2 separate regions of the Pan troglodytes genome follow, and region 2 is linked to region 1. A link is a contact called in public HiChIP or PLAC-seq data. All regions are on one chromosome and are shown on one strand. The core of a region is the stretch at or near the end of the contact, and the rest is flanking DNA. Distances in the headings are between cores, read along the strand shown.

Region 1 (2,870 bases), core at 268-2,767:
AACACACTAGTCTTATTTTGAAAGGGCAAGGTGTTTTTTTTTTTTTAATAGCCAGTGCCCCACAGAAGAAAAACTGTGACACCCCCCCTCCCCCACAAAGTGCTCATATATATCACCTGTGTTTGTTAGCAATGTTACCTCCAACTTTGTTATCTTGGAGTAATTGACGAGTAAATCATTACAAATGGGTCCAACTCTAAAGGCAAAATCGTCAAAAAGAAGAAAACAGCAAATCCAACTTGCCTTATGTTTATTAGAGGAAATCCTGAAACTTCTGTAGATTGCAGTGTTAGGAAAAACAAGTTTGTGATTACAGCGATGTTATGACCACTTCCCCACTCTAACTCTGTTGTTTAAGGGAGTCCACTCCTAACTGCTGACTCAGTTGGTCTTTACTGCCAGAACTGAAGCGTGACCCAAATTGTCTACTAGGTTGAGTAGGAACAAACGGGCAAAATGATGATCACTTGGCAGTTCTAGGTTTACTAAAGGATACTTATTTGGTCTAAACACTGTTTGTGGGACTGCAAAGGTATAAATAATGCCCCTCCCAGGAAGGAAAAGGAAAATCTAAAATCTTAGGCAACCGACTCAAGGTTACTGACGGAAGGCACCATTTGAGACCGAGCTCCTCAACTCCAGTCCCATCACGGACGGGAGCCACACAGGAGAGCGTGCAGGAGTTTCGAAGCTGCGTAGTACAATAGCTGGCGTGGGCAGTTCTTTTATACTCTGGCTAGAGTAAAATTAACGCAGCTTTGCGTTTCTCCATCGCCTCTGACAGCATCCAGCTAAAGGGTGTAGGGTTAAGGAAAGCGGAACCCAGTTGTCCTTTCTCAGCTGAGTCCTTTCAGAAACTGGGACTGAGGAGGGTGAGCGCCGCGGAGAGGGGCAGGGGTGGGAGAGGAGAGAGGGGCGCGGGGCGGGGAAGAGGCGCGTCTGGAAGGCAGTGGGGAGAGGGACTGAGAGGAGTGGGGTTCAAGTCCAGCTGGGAGCATCCAGCGGCGCTGTCTGCAGACAGGGGCGAAGGCAGCCGCTGAGAGTGAGGCGAGAGCGGGAAGCCGAGGGAAGGGAAGGAAGTAAGGAAAGAGGAAGGAAAGGCAGGAGGGGGTAGAAGCTGAGCGGCTGCAATTTCTGCGGCCGGCTCAGTAGGAGGAGCAGGAGGGGAAAGAGGAGGATCCAGAGTCAGTCAGTCAGACAGCCAGCGGGAGGTGGAGAAAGCAGGAGGAGGAGGAGGATTAAAGATGGCCACCAACAGCTGCGGGAAACGGCAACAACCCCTCACTTTCCGGGATGGTCCCTGCGGGTCGGCCCGGCCTTGATGGAGAGAAGAAACCCGAGGAGCGCCGAGGCTGAGGCGGCGGCGGCGGGGACCCAGCGAGGACGAGGACGCGGCGGAGCAGGGACGGGGGCAGGAGAAGGGAAAGGCGGCGGCGTCGCTGCCCCTGCTGCCTAGCACCGCTGCCTGGCCCGGCGGACCGGTTCCCATACCTCGCGGCCGCAGAATCAAGCTCGGGCCCCGGCTCCCGGGCCCCGCCGCGGACGTCGCGCCGGTCGCCCCTTCCCCGTAGCCCGTGCGCCCTCGGCGCGGAGCCCCGGCCCGCCGCGGTCCCGTCTCCTGGGCCTGGCCCGCCCGCGCCCTCCGCCGGCCCTCAGGTGAGTGCCCCCGCCATCCTCCCCGCCCCCCGCGCTCCCGGAGAGGCGGTGCTGCCTCGGCCCGGCGCGCCTGGCCGCTTTGTTCGTGCGGGGCGGAGGCGCTGCCCACTCGCGGCCCTGCGCCCGCTCCCCCTAGGGACAGGCCGCGGCCCAGCTGCTGTCCTCCCCAGGGTCCGCCTTGGCCGGGAGCCGCCGCCGCCGCCAGGGTGGGCGGCCTGGCCCTAGTCCTCCGCTGCCTCCTGGGGAGGGCGCCGTCGCGGACGGGTCGGGGTCGGGGTCACGGGCGGCGAGCGGAGCGGAGCGGAACCGGGATATTTCGGGGGATAGGGGAGGAGAGGGCTGGACGTTACCTGTGGGAAGCAGTGGGGGCGTAGGCGGCCCTGGCTCCCAGGGGTAGGGGATCAGGCCCTGGCCCCCCCGCTGCATCCTGCGGGGTCTCAGCTCCCGGAGCCACCCGCACCTGAGCGCAGCCGAGCGCGGCCTCCATCCCTCGGGCGCTGTCTCCAGGGCTTCGGGCCTCTCCCCCTACGCCCTACGCCGGAAGCCCTTCGATTATGGAAGGAGCCAGAGATGCTCCAGTTCTCTTGTACTGGGGATGTGGTGGCATCGCAAACATTCACAGTTACGGCGGGATTTAAGAAGCAGATGAGACCTTTCCAACCAAAGGCCATCTGGCTAGTGTTTGAGCCTCAGGTGCAGTTTTTCATTGATTTTTACCATTTAATTGTGAGATCTGCAATATCAGGTCTTCCTTTCACAGAAACAATGTGATACAACCAGATTGAAAGGATATTTACTGCATATGTGAACCCTTGCATGGACTTCCAGTACCTTAAAAATGGTTAAGTGTTTTCTGTGGGAAAATGGTGCTCATACATACGAAAAACTATTTTTGTTCAGTAATGGTTGCCAACTGGTTTACTATGTAGTTTGAACACCAAACAATTAAAAAGGAAAAACAAAACCCTATTCTTCGGGCTTTTTAAATAGTGGCATATTTCCAGGTTGGTATTTGGTAGCAGGTTGAGAACAACTGGTTTCGACTATCAGGCGACGTAACAAACATAACATAAAACAGAACTAAAAATGTGCTAATTTATAGAAAAACATGTTGTATTAGTGCATAAGTCTAGTAAAAAAATCCGACTTTAAAAAAATAAAACTTTATCATGAGACTCTTAAGTATAGGAATTAGGTTGGTATGTTTTTATGTT
Region 2 (2,870 bases), core at 225-2,724, 380 kb after region 1:
AATGCCTGCTTCCAAAGTATGCTTCTGGAAACAGTTTACGTGTTTTGGGTTTCTCAAATAAAATGGAATTTTCTAAACAGACGGTTTGATACAACAATCTATTCTCTGGCCCAATTTCCCAAACCATCCAGTCCATAAGGTCATAAAACTGCATTTCTTCACAAGTTCTTACCTGCACCACTATATTACCAAACACGCCCGAATTCCTTTTCTAGCTTTGAACAGATAGTAATATCGCATCTACTTATTCTTCAATGTGAAAGAAGAGTAATCTATAGAAAAGGAAGTGAAAAGTCTTCATGAATTAACGTCGGGTTATATGAAATCTACTGGTAGACAGAAGAATTGCACTGTCTGTCGTGCACTCAAAAGAAGCTGGAAGATTACTATTATGTCACGTGCATGATACTCTAAAACCTCCAAAATCTATCATACTGAAAAAGGATGGAGAAAATGAAAGTGCATATGGGGCAGCGCGAGAAGCCAAGCCTCCCGCGTCAGGATCCAATGAAATGATACAGCCGACGGTGGCACGTCTCTAGTCCTTACTAACTTTGTTCCCTCTACTGAAAAGAGAGGTGAGGTGGCAGCTACTAACTGCACCGCAGCCCCTAGGAGGACAGGTTCCCTCCTGATTCCAGCGTCGGCCCCAGATCCTGAAGAAGGGACCGGAAGAGGATGAAGCTAAACTGTAAGCCGGGTTGAGTGGCCCATTTCTCCTGGGCAGCGGCCGCGGTCATCCTGGGAACCGCACCGCCACTGGGATCCCGGGTCCCGACCCCCTCTGGAGAAGGAGGAAGCAGTGACAGGCAGGGAGGAAGGTGCACCGGCAGCGTGCAGCCTCACCTGACGCTGGACGGGCCCCACCCTTGCTCTCAAGTGTCCCGCTTCCAACCAGGACCCAGCCAGGGCGCGGCGTCCGCCTCTCTCGGCTCCACTTACTTTGTCGCTGGTGCTCTCGGTTTCGTGGTCGCCGCCGGCCGCCTCTCCCTCGCGGTGTGGCAGCGACACCGCTTCCCTGGGGCCGGGGCAGCTTCCCCGGTGCCTCAGCTCCAACATCTTCCGCTCCCGCGCTGCCGTGGCGGCCTCCTCAAGCACCCCGAAACCTGAGCTGCAAGCAGGGTTCTGCAGGCGGGGCGCCCCGCCACCTCGCAGCCGCGCCCTGGAGTCCCGCGGAGCCGCAGCCACTAACGCGGCCCCACCATAGAGCGGCCGCCGCGCCGGTCACCTCCAAAACGGCATCAACGAGAGAGCGCTCGAGGCCGCCTGCAGCGAGCGCGGCTCCGGCGGAGGTCCCGGGCAGGCTCCGGGCGCCAGGCGCGAGCAGAGAAGGCGGAGACGCGGCCTCCGGTTGCCAGGTGCGCGTCTCCACGCAGAGGCCCAGGTAGGAGGAGGAGAAGGGGCGGGGAGAAAAGGAGGACGCTTGACCCGCTTTAGCGCGGCTCTGGGCTCCCGCCGCCGCGCAGGCCCCTCCCGCCCCGCCCCCCGGAGGCGGACTCGGAGCCGGCTTGTCCCGGCCCCGCACACTTCTCCCTGCCCGGGCCTCCCGCACCAGGTCTCGCGCCGCAGGCCCCGCCCCTCTGCGCTGCACTGCGGTTCCCACAGCCCCGCCTCCCCGTGAGGTGACGTCAGGAGCCCGGCCCGCGACCCCGCCCCCGCCTCTGCGTGCTGGCAGGTGGGGGCCTGAGAAAAGGTGGGAGCGGTGGGGCGGGAGGAGGCTGAGGAGCTGGGAGGCGGAGGCGGGGCCAGCGCGGGCTGGAAGTGAGCGTTGAGAACTTGCAGGCTAGTCCCTGGGCCGCTGCGAGGGCTGGAGGAGCTACTCAAAGACGCCCGCTAAATGTTAACAGCGCTCAACACTGCTCCTTCAAACGCCTCCCCGGCCTTGTCAGCTTGACACGCGCGGCGGGTCGGAGGCTCACTGGACCAGAAACTTGTCTGGCAGGACGGACTGGTTGGCCCCGCGGCATTCCAGCCCAGTGTCATCACCTTGAAAACAGGAGATGCTTTTGCCTCACTGGGCGTCCAGAGGTGCGTCGGCCAACAATTCCGATCACAACCGCAGCGCCGTCTCCCAGAAACTCAGTACTGAATCTCACAAAGGTCACCACCTAGGATCCCAACACAGTGTGAGATGCTATGGGACGCCGTTGCCCTCCAGCTAGTCTCTGAGCAGTGGTGGACCTTGGGCTGCCAAAGCGGGAACAGGAAGGGCACAAGATATGCATTAATTCTAGTCTTAATCCTGTTAGAAGGTGATTAGTTTTCTTGACATGTATCCGCCACCCGGTCATTACTGACAAGCTAACAAATGAAAAAAAAAAAAAGAAACAAAGAGAAAAAAGAAAAAAGGCGGGCCTTCACACAGGACAAGGTTCAGGAGAGCACCCTTATAGAAATAGATCAACTATGTAAATTCCTCAAGGTCTTTACTGACACGGTAAAAGTAAGTAAAGTGTTGAAAATTTACTAACAAATGAGCAAAACCAAAAGTCAAAGTAGGATGCATTGAAAAGCAGAACACAAAGACATCATTTTACCTCACCAAACAGATCTTTGAAGCTGTGCGGTTAGTTTGGGTTGCACGTTTTCAAAAGGATGTCGAGAAACCATAATTTGTTCCTTATGGGGTGGATAACTGAAATGACAGAGAAGATTTGAAAATAAGTCCCTACTGAACAGAGAACTATGGGGTGACTACATTAATAAATTGTCCAATTGTTTGGAGGATCGGAAATGAAGGAGTGCTTGATAGTGAAGAAGATAATAAGAATAATGGCTGAAGAAGCTAGTGAAGCCAGTAGTAGGGTTTCCGTCTCTGGCTACTACCCTACCCTGCATAAAGGATTAGAAGTGCTCCATTCTAACTCTCT

What was found. HiChIP or PLAC-seq counts read pairs in DNA pulled down with a chosen protein or histone mark.
Region 2: an H3K4me3 HiChIP or PLAC-seq map of stem cell-derived excitatory neurons shows a contact between it and region 1, with 2.8 times the contacts expected there. The contact joins the promoter of CDS1 here to the promoter of WDFY3 in region 1. A contact is called at or near these places in 2 of 7 Hi-C or Micro-C datasets (blood and stem cell-derived neural progenitor cells) and 1 of 1 datasets of contacts at active chromatin or transcription factors (stem cell-derived excitatory neurons).

Annotation. Positions count from the first base shown.
Region 1 is chr3:45,159,123-45,161,992 of NHGRI_mPanTro3-v2.0_pri, forward strand. It overlaps WDFY3 (WD repeat and FYVE domain containing 3), which reads left to right and starts at 1,518. Exons shown (of 68, transcript XM_001151618.8): 1 at 1,518-1,656.
Region 2 is chr3:45,542,241-45,545,110 of NHGRI_mPanTro3-v2.0_pri, forward strand. CDS1 (CDP-diacylglycerol synthase 1) reads right to left here and starts at 1,475. Exons shown (of 15, transcript XM_063809495.1): 1 at 943-1,475. The coding sequence starts at 1,059. LOC104006040 (a long non-coding RNA gene) reads left to right here and starts at 2,163. Exons shown (of 5, transcript XR_010156550.1): 1 at 2,163-2,870.